3 separate regions of the Mus musculus genome follow, and all the other regions are linked to region 1. A link is a contact called in public HiChIP or PLAC-seq data. All regions are on one chromosome and are shown on one strand. Each heading gives the region's core, a stretch centred on a gene start, on an enhancer-like site or on the middle of the called end of the contact. The rest is flanking DNA. Distances are from core to core; before and after follow the strand shown. Region 1 holds the start of Slc44a5 (solute carrier family 44, member 5). Region 2 holds the start of Cryz (crystallin, zeta). Region 3 has its middle 19 kb from the start of Gm40186.

The links. HiChIP or PLAC-seq counts read pairs in DNA pulled down with a chosen protein or histone mark.
Region 2: a contact with region 1 is called in an H3K4me3 HiChIP or PLAC-seq map of embryonic forebrain, with 4 times the contacts expected there. The contact joins the promoter of Cryz here to the promoter of Slc44a5 in region 1. A contact is called at or near these places in 4 of 39 promoter capture datasets (the C10 cell line, the HPC-7 cell line, cranial neural crest and 1 more), 1 of 484 Hi-C or Micro-C datasets (embryonic stem cells), 6 of 115 datasets of contacts at active chromatin or transcription factors (the SCID.adh cell line, acute myeloid leukemia, embryonic forebrain and 3 more) and 4 of 9 other capture datasets (adipose tissue, liver, macrophages and 1 more).
Region 3: an H3K4me3 HiChIP or PLAC-seq map of craniofacial prominence shows a contact between it and region 1, with 4 times the contacts expected there. The contact joins the enhancer-like site here to the promoter of Slc44a5 in region 1. A contact is called at or near these places in 5 of 39 promoter capture datasets (3T3-L1-derived adipocytes, the C10 cell line, embryonic stem cells and 2 more), 7 of 115 datasets of contacts at active chromatin or transcription factors (craniofacial prominence, embryonic forebrain, embryonic stem cells and 2 more) and 1 of 9 other capture datasets (embryonic stem cells).

Annotation. Positions count from the first base shown.
Region 1 is chr3:153,971,139-153,975,564 of GRCm38.p6, reverse strand. It overlaps Slc44a5 (solute carrier family 44, member 5), which reads right to left and starts at 2,129. Exons shown (of 22, transcript NM_001081263.1): 1 at 1,767-2,129. The coding sequence starts at 1,800.
Region 2 is chr3:154,594,824-154,599,249 of GRCm38.p6, reverse strand. It overlaps Cryz (crystallin, zeta), which reads right to left and starts at 2,539. Exons shown (of 9, transcript NM_009968.4): 1 at 1,966-2,539. It overlaps Tyw3 (tRNA-yW synthesizing protein 3 homolog (S. cerevisiae)), which reads left to right and starts at 2,152. Exons shown (of 6, transcript NM_172474.5): 1 at 2,152-2,397. The coding sequence starts at 2,224.
Region 3 is chr3:154,545,693-154,550,118 of GRCm38.p6, reverse strand. No RefSeq gene overlaps it. Among named protein-coding and RNA genes, the nearest start is that of Gm40186, 19 kb to the left of the region's middle. Within about 2 kb of position 2,443, at least 27 of the 459 cell types and tissues checked have an H3K27ac peak or open chromatin away from gene starts, as enhancers often do. A contact at or near this core is called in craniofacial prominence and embryonic stem cells, where this site is marked.

The DNA.
Region 1 (4,426 bases), core at 880-3,379:
TGTGTCTTTCCACACATCTCTTCTGTTAACTCCCCCGTCATTCCTTCTGCCTCACTTGCATCTTTCTGAGCCTTGGCCAAGCAGGTTCATTCCTAGAGTGAGATTTTTCCCAGCCAGCATGTACTGTAGAATGAGAGTCTGCACTTTCATGGCCCATTTAAGGTCTGCGAGGGTCTGGGTGGGTAAGAACTGCCTTCCTGCCAGCAGAGAGCAACATCAGCAGTGCTGAAACAGTCCTTCTGTTTGGCTCGGTGGTGCCATATGGCTTCATACAGTGTAGAGTGTGCACCCTGTCAATCGGAGGTTACACGAATTCTTTGCTATGTGGCAAGGAGAGAAAAGTGTCTTGCATGGATAAATTCTGTCAGCCTTCACAGAGGGCCTTGAAAGACTCATCAGTGGGGGATGGGGGCGGGGTTATGAGGTCTAAGGCCTCGCTGCTGACCAGAAGTCACAGTGCTTTTAAGGAAAGTCATTTAAGTACAATTGCTGTCAGCAGGTGACAGTTTCAACAATGAGATACCCACAGTGTTTGTAGGAACGTCTCTGGAGAATGTCGGATGATGATTTTTAACCCTTTCCAGTAAGCCATTCAAAATCCTGACATCCAGGCAGAGCACTTAAGTAAACTGGAATCCCCAGCAAAAACTAGGGAAAAGAACAAGAAGCAAACCCAAGGTCCTTGCACTGCTGTGGTCCAAAGCAACACATTTCATCCTAGGCCTAGCTCTCACCGCGGGATGACCCCAAGGGATAACCCCAAGGGGTGTAAGGAGTCTCTGTCCCACAGGCTATGAGGTCCACTGCGTTGCAAACCAACTTTAAACATTGATCGTTCTTCCTGGAAACAACCCTCGGGTTCCTGTCTGTATATGCATGCCCTTCTCGTGCTGCTTGGTGCCTTGTCACCCCCTTCCCTCTGTCCCCAGTGCTGCAGCCAGGGAAGGATCTGGCAGCGAGTCACTACCTCGCTGAGTTTGCGCTCCGCGCACCTGTTCCCCAGGGCTGATGGGAGCCAAGCAGGAGGCAGGTTTTCCCTGGTTTCGCCCAAAGTGAGCAGAGGTGCCTCGAGTTACCCTAGCAACAAGCTCTTCCCACAACCTTCCAGCATCCTTTCCACCCCTCAACTTTCCAACTTTTGGCAAATGTATTTCCAAAGAAGCAACAGGGGGATGACCCAGTTGGAGTCCAAGCCCGTCTGGACAAGAGCCCACAAGGATCTGGCTAGTAGCAAGGCCCTTGACAATAGGTTGGGGTGGGGAGAGAGACAGCCAGACAACCAGGGATGGGAAGATTAAGAAAATGGATGCAGAACTTGCCTGCCCCCCCCCCCCCGCAGCCGCCCCTCCCCGCGTGCCCCGGGAGATGAAGGAGGGGAAAGAATCAGGGCTTTAGGAAAAGAGACAGATGAGAGGAGATGAAGATAGAGAGATAGAGGTTGGAACAGGAGAGGGAGAGAGACTGACTCTAGCAACCAAGTCACTTCTCCTCAGGAGCCAGGCAAAATGCAACAGATACCCGATCCCCAAGCCGCAGTGTAGAAAGGGAGTGTGGTGACAAGAGTCTCCAGGTTCCAAACCAGAGACAAACTCCTTCTCAAGAGTCCCCGAGGCCGAGGGAGACAACCGTGTGCAGAAGAGTCTCTCCCCAACCCATCCCCTGCAGAAGGCAAACTCTTGCCCGCTGCTACCTGCCACTTGGCCAAGCCAGGCTGCGATACCGCCAGCGGAGACGTGGATATGGAGGTGGAGACGAGAAGGACTCACCCTGGCTGCTGGGGGGCTTTCTCTTCCGGGCCATCCTCAGTCTGGTCCCTTCCCCCCCGGGTCCGCCGCGCAGAGCCTCCTGTGCCGCGCAGCCCCGGGAGCTCCGTCGCCTGAGCTCAGCGAGCTCTTTGTGGCGGTGATGGCATATGCCAGGCGGCGGCGGTCAGGTTGCGCGCTCCACTCCACTCGGCTCTGCTGCGCGGGCGCAGTCGCCCCTCAGCTGCCCGCCGCCAGACCGAGCCCCCGCACGCTCTGCGGCGGCCACGGCGGCCCCCTCTGCTGTGCGGCGCCTCTACTGGAGGCGCAGCGCCGGGTCCCCGGAGCGCCAACCCAGCGCCCACCTCCCTCGATCGCGCGCCCGCCCTCCCCACGCGTCCCCCTCCCCACTCGCCGAGCCCTCCGTCCCACGGGCGCCGCCAGCCCTGGCACGGCACCCTCGTCCAGCGACAGTTGGTAGCGGCTGAGGACGGCAGGGACATTCCAGTCAGCAGGATTCAAGGGGGCTGTTGGACTGAACCCCAGTCTGGCATTCCTGTTTCTCAAGGGCACCGGGGTCCCCAGCTGACTGAGACAGGATCTGTCCATCACCTAAAAGAGCAGTCCTCCTCCGCAGACCCTGAATCACACCTGGGCGATGCGCTGGAGTGTCAGCTACTTCTGGTCCTCCTGAGGGAAGATGTTAAGCTGGAGGACCTGCAGGGAAAGAGAAGTGAATTCCCACAAATGGCCTGTCACCAGACCCTGGCAGGTGACCTTGCTCGGGTCCCAAGGCTCTTCATTTTGAGAGTTCAGCATCGCTTCTTGAGCTGCCAGGAAAAGGCAAATAAAGTTTGCCTATCTGGGTTAGAGTTGGTGCCCTGATTTCTTAACCTCCTACAGAAACTTAGGCCCTGGGGTCCCATTCTTTCTCGCTCTGGTTAGGAGGCCTACTGGCAAAGTTTCAAGTTCCCTGGAACTGTCCCCTCCTGGGTGCTAACGAGGGGCAGGTTGGTATATCCTGCTACTGCCCCCAGGCAACAGGAAAAGCTAAAGTTTAGGGCTAATCTGAAAATATAAAGGAGTCAGGGCTTTAAAAGAGTGGCAGATGCGGGACTAGTGTCTGGGATCCAAGCATTCGGGAGACAGAGGCACGAGGATGGCCATGAGTTTAAATCTACACTGTAGAGGTGGTTTAATAGTCCAAAGCACTTCCAATTCACATTTTTCTTTTCTTGTTCCTAAGTACAGCTTCCCATACAATCTATCTAATATTCAGCTGTGATGGTTTGTATATGCTCAACTCAGGGAGTGGCACTATTTGAAGGTGTGGCTTTGTTGGAGTGGGTGTGTTACTGTGGAAGTGGTCTTCAGATAAAGATGTAGAACTCTCAGCTCTGCCTGCATCATGCCTGCCTAGATGCTGCCCTGATCCCACCTTGATGATAATGGACTGAAACTCTGAACCTGTAAGCCAGCCCAATTAAATGTTGTCCTTATAAGAGTTGCCTTGGTCATGGTGTCTGTCCACAGCAGTAAAACCCTAACTAAGACATCGGTGATTACAACTCAATACCCATTGACAGAAGGTTATCCCAGATCTAGTATAGTTTAATAGAAAAAAAAAAAAAAAAAAAAAAAAAAAAACACCAGAGTCAAAAACCACTGATAAGTTCTAGACTTGGGTCATTATACCTCTGTAAGATTGGGTGAGTCACTTAATTCCTCTGGTGGTTTTCTGTTTTCTGGTCCTGTCAAACGTCATGTCAAAGAGTCTGAGATATTTCAAGCAAGCAATGTGACTCAGACCTGTCATCTAGTGCCTGAGAGGCAGAGAGGCAGAGAGGCAGAGAGGCAGAGAGGCAGAGAGGCAGAGAGGCAGAGAGGCAGAGAGGCAGAGAGGCAGAGAGGCAGAGAGGCAGAGAGGCAGAGAGGCAGAGAGGCAGAGAGGCAGAGAGGCAAAGAGGCAGAGAGGCAGAGAGGCAGAGGCACGAAGACGCAAGAAGCAAGAGAGGCAGGAAAGGCAGGAAAGGCAGAGGCACAGAGGCAGAGGGAGGCAGAGGGAGGCAGAGGGAGGCAGAGGGAGGCAGAGGGAGGCAGAGAGGCAGAGTCAGGGGCAGAGGGGCAGAGGCAGAGGCAGAGGGGGCAGAGGGGCAGAGGGGCAGAGAGAGAGGCAGAGAGAGAGGCAGAGAGTCAGAGAGAGTCAGAGAGAGTCAGAGAGAGAGAGGCAGAGAGAGAGGCAGAGAGAGAGGGGCAGAGAGAGAGGCAGAGAGAGAGAGGCAGAGAGAGAGGCAGAGGGGCAGAGGGGCAGAGGGGCAGAGGGGCAGAGGGGCAGAGGGGCAGAGGCAGAGACGTCCACCTAGTGAGCTCCAGGCCAGCCAGGACTACATAGTAGACCTTGTCTACAAAACAAATATTGGACTGTGATGGCCAATTAGTCCTGGTTGTTAGTTTGATTACACCTGGAATCAACTGAAACCCAGGCTGCTGGGCAGGCCTGTGAGGGATTTTATTCGGGTTACTTGAAGTCGGTAGCCTCACCCTAAATCTGAGCAGCACTTGCTAATGGCAGCCTAGGTGGTGGAGAAAGGAAGTTTGATGTCCTGCCTATTTGGCCTCACTCTCTCTCTAGCAAGTCCACTCAGCCTGTTGCCGAGACACACCCTTAGAAATGACATCAGTGG
Region 2 (4,426 bases), core at 1,290-3,789, 620 kb before region 1:
TTATTATCTTTACAAAAGACCAAAGGGAAAAGATGCTATGCAGAACTAAAAAGCCAGCCTTCCTTTTATGAAGGAGACGACCTTTGCCTTTGTTAGAAGAGGTTCAGAAACCCTGGCAGGTCACAGAGGTCACAGCAGGGCTAGAACCCAAGTTCAGTGCCTTAAATGTTGGCTGATTTTATTTCCTTAACTTAGAATCTTCCAACTTCACTTTTGGAAATGTTGGCATCGATTGTCCTTCATGCCTCTGAAATGAATTCTGGAATGTATGAGCAATTGGGTATGAAATGTCACCAAGCTATAGGCTGGGGCATATATTATCTAATAAAGGCGTCTACTTGGGTATTCTTCAAATGCCTACAAATTGGGAAATACAGTAGAAACATAAAAGACATGGTTCTACAGGGAAAGCTAATCTACCCTGATGGTATAGGTTGTCTAGTCTAGGCTACCTGTGGGGATTGGCTGCAACAATGTAAGCTTTATTGTTACTCATGGTCTCACACTGGACAAGGAGGAGCTTTCTGCCACTTTGGAGCATCTCACACTGTAGTCCAGGTTGGTCTGGAGCTCTGGATAACTCCCCTGCCTCAGCTTTCCTAGTATATGCACCATCATGCCTAGTTTCTTTGGTTTGTTAACTATGCTATGGTTTAAATGGGCTTTTCTATCTATCATATATATGTTGTGAAAACTGTTTATAGTACCTTGTTTTATTTTTATTTTACTTTTTATTTCTAGGACATACACAGTTAAAAATTCCTCCTCTAGACTGATTGAAACTCATTCATTGGTTTAAATGAAAGTTAAATGGGTAGGGGATATGTTAGACGTATGTATATCTTAACATAGAGTTAGTGAGTCAACTCTCAAACTCAAGAGGAAAGACATATTACTAATGAAGTGCAGAGGGCCAAGGTTAGGGCTAGCGGCAAGGAACACTTGTTATCCTCTTGCTGAGGGCTTCATTTGGCTTTCCAGCACCAACTTGGTGACTCAGGCTCGAAACCTATTCTAACTCCAGTCCCAGGAGATCTAATACCCTCTTCTGTCCTTTGAGTGCACCAGGAATACACACGGTGTGGAAAAAAGAGCAAAATAAAATAAAATTGATTTCTAGAGAGAGTTTTAAATGAAGACTAAAAAAGAGGCCTCATAGTTATAAAATGTACTGCCACTGTTCCAGAATGGCTCATGGAAGCTTGTGGCTTACTATTAACTTGGAAACACGAATAAATGATGAAAATTAAAGTATCCAGTCCAAGTCTTCTGGCTATATGATGTTGTCACGGTCTTGCTTTCACACTGATCACTCTGTACCCCTGCAGCATCTCATGGACAGGGCAGGCCCCGCTTCAGTGTGACAGAATGCTGCTTGCTACAAGCTGCATTTCCTAGGGCAGGAGCCAGCGGGGAGTTATGGTGGCTTCAGGGGCTCGAGGTGGACACGAAGTCCACACAGTGGCCTCTGCACTTTCAATCATTAACAGGTCTTTTCTGGTCACAAGACTGAGGCAGGAACTCTGGGAACTGTAAATGCGCAAGATGTAGTTAACAATGTATTAGGTTTTTCTAACTCTGTCCCTCTCTGTGTCCCTCTGTCTCTGACTCTCTCTAGGTCTCTCTTCTTTCTTTTGAAGACTACTGTAGGTGGGTGCCACTATGTCTAAAAATAGGAATAACAACGCCCACTGCATACACACCGGAGGACAGAACACAGACCTCCTCTACCTGCACCTGGGAAGTTGTGAACCCGGAGTTGGGGCGCGAGTGCCTGGGTGGCGGCAGAAATCCCCAGGCATCAGTAGGCAGCTACCCCAGTCGGAACCACCGGCCGCCTGCTGTGCAGTTCTCCAGTGCAGATAGATCTCCTGGAGCCTAGAACTTGAAAGAAAGAAAAAAAAAAAAAAAAAAGCCTCCCGGCAGACAAGAGTAGGACCTTGCTTGCGGTCCTGGGTGACTTACCCTCCTCTAGAGTAGGAAACAAAACCTCCTAAGCTCCAGAAGGTCTGTGGGGAAAGAGGTGGGCTGGCTTTCCCTAACTTCGCTAGGCTCCCCCTCTCGGTTTACGCCTGTACGGTCTGGCGGCGCACGTCTTGCTCCTGGTTGCGCCAATGGGGAACTTTGGTCCTCTCCGGCCACCGTGGCGGCAATATGGCTGCGCCCATGGAGAAGAAGGCGCATTCCAGAGCAGAAAGCCGACCCCAGCTCGCTCGCTCGCTCATGGACCGTAGCGCGGAGTTCGGCCGGTGGAAGGCGCAGAGTCTGAGCAAGGCGGACCTTAGCCGCAAGGGCAGTGTGGACGAGGACGCGGTGGAGGTGGTGGAGCTCCTGAACTCGCGGGAAGAGTTTTTCACCACCAGCTCCTGCGCAGGGCGCATCCTCCTTCTGGACGGGGTGAGGCCCGGGCCGGGGGAGGCTGTGCAATGCTAATGCGTCCTCCGGGTGATGGTGGAGCTAGCTTAAGTGGCGAAGGCTGGGGATTGGATTTACAGAGCGCTGGAGGAGCTCGAGTCTCCAAGTCCCTTCGGTCACGCTCGCCCTCGAGCCGCGCTAACCCAATCACTGTCGCTATGAGATGGGCGCCCGAAGGTTAAGGGGTCGCTGCCCCCTGGTGGCCGGTGTCATTATTACAGCCCTGGGCATTTTAGCTCTAAATGAAACAGTACTGTAGATACATGGTCAAAGCCCCTGGCTGCACGCTCTCATCCTCTTCCTGTCCCACAACACAGGATAACTAGACAACACGTGAAATAGGGTAATTTATTTCCAACATTTCTCATCGTGCCTGGCCCCATATTGCTGGTTAAAAGTCGCTAGGTTCCGCTTGGTTCTTCACGTACTGAAGTCCCAGATTATCGAGGTCTGTTCATGTTTATATTGCTTCCACCACTCCCGTTCTGTTCATGGACACTCTTGCTCACAAGCTAGCTGCCCACACCTCTTCTACAACTGCCCTGCCTGGGTTTATTCAGACGAGTCTCCAAAACACTGTTGTCTCTTCTCCAAGCCATGTTTCACAACACATTCATATGTATATGCATATGAGGGATGCATACACATATATGTATAATATATTTATAAATGTATAAATATATATGTATATACTATGTGTAAAATATCTATAATGAAAACATATTATAATTATGATTATACAAAATATAATCATAATAGAATATGATATATATTTTATATATTTTCATTTTTAAGCAGAATTTACTTTAGAAAATCCAAATTTATATTGTTCTGTAACCTGCAATCCTTTCCTCATTTTAACCAACTGCCAAGATTGAACTATTTTCTTTAGTTACTTGTCTTTGTCTTGTTCCTGTTCTTCATTTAGGAGTGGCAGAGTACTGAGAACCGAACTTAGGGTCTCGATCATGCTCAGCAAACACTCTACCACTGAGTGAAACTTCCAGCCTCCTCCCTACCTTTTGTTTTTTTTTTTTTTTAAACCTTCTAAAACAGGATCTTTCAAAGCTGCATAGACTGATCTTGAACACATTTAATAGACCAAGAACTCCTGGAACCTGTGGTCCTCCTGCCTCAGCTTCTGGAGTAGCTGTCCTATAATGCTTCCCCTATATCTACATAGCTGAGACACGACTCTCCAAGCTCCACTGTTATGCCAGACACAGAAAGAGGTGCAGACAAGCACAGTGCCCACTTAAGAGTGGCTGTCCATTCTGAGTTGTCATAGGATGCTTTCTGAACCTTGTCTAGCTTATGTATCTTATACTTGGTGGCTATTTATTTTTACTCTGCTTTATTAGAAAAGAAGGAAAGTGAAAAAAAAAATCAGGGTGGAGAAAACATAGGTAAGCCAGAGATGTTCCAAGTCGTGGTGTGACATTGTGTACATTTGCTAAGCATAAACCACTCATTTGGCTCGGAGGTTGTTTATAACAGCCAGCCCATGTTCCTAGAGCCTCACTATGAAAACCGGTCGTTCAGGGCCCACGCTTCCCCCACCAGCTCCCAGAGGAGCCTCCAGAGCTTTGTGTGCGTGGTTGTTGTAGAGATGCGGTGGTCTTCATGTGTGTGGTTTTCTGCTCTCCCTTTGCAGACTCTGAGGGAAGGATCTGTATATACCGATTAGAATTTGCAAAGAAGCAGTGTTTAGGTCGCTGTTGGAATGACAGCCTCTCCAGAGCTTTGACACATTGCTCCTCGCTGCTTTGCATATGCAGTCTACTTTAGGGATCTCAAATACATTTCCATAGTGGTGAGGAACATGTCGAAAGGTGTGCCCATCCCAGACGTCAGCAAATGGTCGGCCTTCCGTAGTGTTAGCCACCCTGTTCTACAGGAGGTGCCTTCTCCCTTTTTCACTTTTTTATGGTGAAATACTGCTAACATATAAGTCCTTCATCCTTTTCTTCCAGCAAACACATGCCCAGAGAGGCTTGTGACCCAGGGTAGG
Region 3 (4,426 bases), core at 1,194-3,693, 570 kb before region 1:
AGGGGAACCAAATACCCATGGAATGAGTTACAGAGACAAAGTGTGCAGAAGAGACTGAAGGAGTGACCATCCAGAGACTGCCCCACCTGGGGAGCCATCCCATAAACCCAGACACCATTGCGGATGCCAACAAGAGCTTGCTGACAGGAGCCTGATGTAGCTGTCTCCTGAGAGGCTCTGCTAGTGCCTGATAAATACAGAAGTGGATGTTCACAGCCATTCATGGGAGTGAGCACAGGGTCCGCAATGAAAGAGCTAGAGAAAAGACCCAAGGAACTAAAGGGGTTTGCAGCCCCATAGGAGGAATGACAATATGATCTAACCAGTACTCCCTGGGACTAAACCACCAATCAAAGAAAACTCATGGTGGGACTCATGTCTCTAGCTGCATATGTAGCAGAGGATGGCCTAGTTGGTCATCAATGGGAGGAGCAGCCCTTGGTCCTGTGAAGGTTCTATACCCCAGTATAGGGAGTGCCAGGGTCAGGAAGCAGGAGTGGGTGAATTGGGGAGCAGGGGGAGGGGGAGGGGATTTTCAGAGGGGAAACTAGGAGAGGGGATAACTTTTGAAATGTAAATTAAAAAGTATCTAATAAAAAGTGGCCTTAAAAATAAATAAAAATAAAGGAAAATAATGTCTTGTAGGAGACATTCACCTTTAAGAATAATGACTCTATTTTTTAGTGCTCTGAAAGCCATCAAGGACTGTAAGTCTACTTCTAATTTCTCAAGTTCCTTCTTTGTTAAAATGGCAATTTGGAGTTCACTCTGCCACTCTAACCGAGAGACCAGACAGATTCAAGCCCACAAGTGTCTCACCTCAGGCACTCTTCCCTTCAGATGCCTGAATCAGATGTTAGGTAAGAGGTGGACTTTCAAAGCAACTCAGGAAAACCCTGCACGTTTAGGAAACCTCAAGCAAGAGCAGCCTGAAGAGAAAGGTTGGAAAACTGTTCTTGCAGGGACAGCCCCAGGCTGCCCTGCTGGTCCCTCAGGGCAGCCCCTGACTGGCGGCGTGCTCCCGGAAGCTGGTTGGAGGAGCTGGTGCAATTTGGCTGATCCACTACAATTTCCTCTTACACTCGGAGCTGATCTGCAGGCTGACCCTGGACAATTTGTCTTCTTTCAGGGAGAAATGTCACCCGAAAGGAAGCGATTAAGTCAAGAAGGGAATTCTCTCAGAACCGTCCACTGTATAAACAGAACTTGACCTCAGGTAATTTATTGCTGGTCCCTAACAAAGAGACTTAAGATATAGGCCTGATGGAGTAGAGATCCAAATCTGTCAGGAAAAAGGGCAAGAGAGCAAAACCTCACAAGGTTTCTCTGGAACGTTCCTATTTAGAGTCTAAGTCTAATTAATGGCTGCAGGCATGAAAAGTGGTATCTGTCTGCTGAGGACGAAAAGCTCATTTTATAATAATAAATGTTGCATGGTTAAGCCATTAATTGTCTTATTCTTCTAATAGAGCCAGATTAATCGTTCTGGTCTCACAAGTAACCATGACAATTTATTTCAGCCTCAGCAATGGGCTTGATTGTGCACTAAGGACCAGGTATGGTCCAGGGCGATGAGAACTGTATTATCTGTTGACCGGTGTAGAAGATGAGAACCAGAGACATTAGCTAAAAGGTCTGAGTCACACTGTTAGAGGTTTATCAAAACCAAGTGATGATGTGACAGTGTCAACAAGAGTCCCGATCTGAGATCTGACAGTGTCCCAGGGATCATTCTTGCTGGGTAGTGGAAAGCCTTCACCGTAACGTATCCTTATAACTCAGCTGTTTCTTGCTTCCTTTCCAAGAACTAACTGCCCTGGGAGATCCTTTCCTACCCCTACCTAAGCCTCCGTAGGCCCCCTCCCCCTCTCTTCAGGTACCTCCTTCCTTTTCAGTTTCTATTCAGTTTGCGGGGCAGCCCACCAGGGTCCACAGCAGAGACCACCCACATCCTACAGTGGAAACAGACTGAAATCCCTGTCAGTTACACCAGCACAAGGTTCAGGGTTGGATTTTAACTCTGAAACATTTTTTCTGAAACTCCCCTCCCCCGGAGGAGCGCTCAGCATCGCATCTGCATTTGAATGGCTCCTAGTAACTAGCTAATCACAAAGCAACACCCTTGAGCAACACCACAGGCTCTGAAAGCAAATAACGATGCAGGATCAAGAAGGAGAAAAATCACCCATTTGTCCAATCTGTACAGTGGGACTAATACCACATCTAGAATCTTCTAGACAGACTGCCTAGCCTCCTTCAAGTGGGCTAGGAGCTCCGAGATCCTCCTAGGAAACTCGTAAAGAAGGAGTTGGGTTGTGTAATGATGTTTGCCTAAATTGAAAGCGACAAGCCGCATTTAGCGGAGGAATCAGGAGGCAACTGAGAGCAGGAAGCCTTTACATTCATTACTGCAGCTGGTTTAGCTTTGAATGATGCGGAAGGAGCCGAGTGAGCGGGCAGAGGATGTCCTGAAAAGACTCAGCAGCCATCCAATTAGGCAGGAACCGTCCTGCAGTTACCAAAGGCTCGCTCTGGTCTGTATTACACAAAATAAAGCCCCTCGATTGGGTTTGACTTCAGCTGATTGAAGTCATAAGGCATCATGTTCCCCCACTAAATAACCCTGGCACAGGTTAAATTACTACTGGCACAGGTTAAAAATAGGATTCTGCCCAGTTCTTAACAGGAAGATAAGTCCCAGAGCAAACCTGTAGTAAATGCTTTTTAAAAACAAATGTGATCGTGATGGCTTTTACTTCAAGAGAATTTTCTTCCAATGCTTGGCTCTTCTCTCTTGCCCACCACTGACTTTGTTTCCTTTCAGAAATTTTAAGACACTTCATTTGAAATATAAAACATAGAGAAAAAGACAAAATGTCCTATAACAGACTGAGATCTTCTATAATCAAGGTGAAGAGGATACTAGAATCTTTAAAAGTACAATTGGCATTCCCTCTTAAGCCAAATATGAGCATGTAGCTGGGGCCTTGTCCCATGGTCCCTGCCTCAGCCAGCCTCAGCCCCAAGAACTTCCGTCCTACCTGAGTTTCCACCTGTAGTGCACGGTGCGTGCTCCTGGACGCTGCACACTGAAGTTGTTGAAATTGCCCAGTAATTTCTCTCCCTGACCTTTGGCTGCATATATCCTGTCATCTTTGCATCTTTTCCCATTTGCTTGTTTGCAGCATTCATTCATAACAACCATGGATACGTGCAGATATAGAGCTCTTTGCCCTTTATGTAAAGAACATAGACCTCCCCTGGGACTCGGCCTTAATGACTTCTAGACTCACCCCAGTTTGGAGAAAGGAAATCATATTTGCTTGTTAAACATTTTATACATGTGTTTTTCTAGAGAAGTCTGGAGTCAAGCTGCTATATCCTGTTGAACAGTAATGTTCAACCTTTCGGTATGATGCCAAACTCTTTTCTAAACGGGTTGTGACAACTCATGCTCTCATTAGCCAAGAGTTCCTAGTTTCCTTCATCCCAGCTGTGATGTTATCTTCTCTTCAACGGGAATGAATTTAGAACCACCCAAGAGAAGCACCTCTAAACATGTCTGTGTGGGAGTTTCCAGGGAGGTTTTACTAAGAGAAAGCTACTCTGAATGTGGGTGGCACCTCCTAGATCTGGGGTCCTGGGACAAATAAAAAGCAGGAAGTAAGCTGAATACCAGAAATTCCGCCTCCGAGTTTTGTGACTGACTTCAGACATCACGTGATCAATGGCCTTTCTCCTGTACAGTCAGTCATTCTTCTCCAGTTACAAGGACTCTATCCCTCAAACTGTGAACCAAGACAATCTCTTCCTTCCTTCCTTCCTTCCTTCCTTCCTTCCTTCCTTCCTTCCTTCCTTCCTTCCTTCCTTTCTTCCCTCTAGTACTTCTGTCAGGCATTTTATAACAGCAGCAATAACAAAAAAAATACATTCCCCAACACTCGATGTAATCTCATTAATTATTCTGTCTGTAATCGTTATAAAATTATGCCTCACTGAAGTTTTAATTTGAGATTCCCTGATTATAATGATCCTGAGCATATTTCTCCATTTCTGTAACTGCTCACACTCCTGAGCATTCTTGCTTTTGCCTTTTTTGCTTGTTCATCTCCTAGTTTATTTGACTTCGGCAGTTCTTGCGGTGTAGACCACAAACACATTTCTGTAAGCATTGGTGCTTTGGCCTAATGATATTGTTTCCCTGAAACTACTTACATGTGAGCATGCACCGATCTTTTCCCTTTGGTCTTTACTTTCTATACCTGGTTCCTGCTCTCCCTCTTTGCCTGATGTCATAAGGACAGCCTGTAGTGTTTTATTGCAAAGTGGTTGCTCCGGGTTTCATTTTATCTTAGAGTTCTATTGGCATCTTTGTTTCTTATTTGGTTCTTTATTTGGCATTAATACTTCCTTCGCTTTAGCTTTT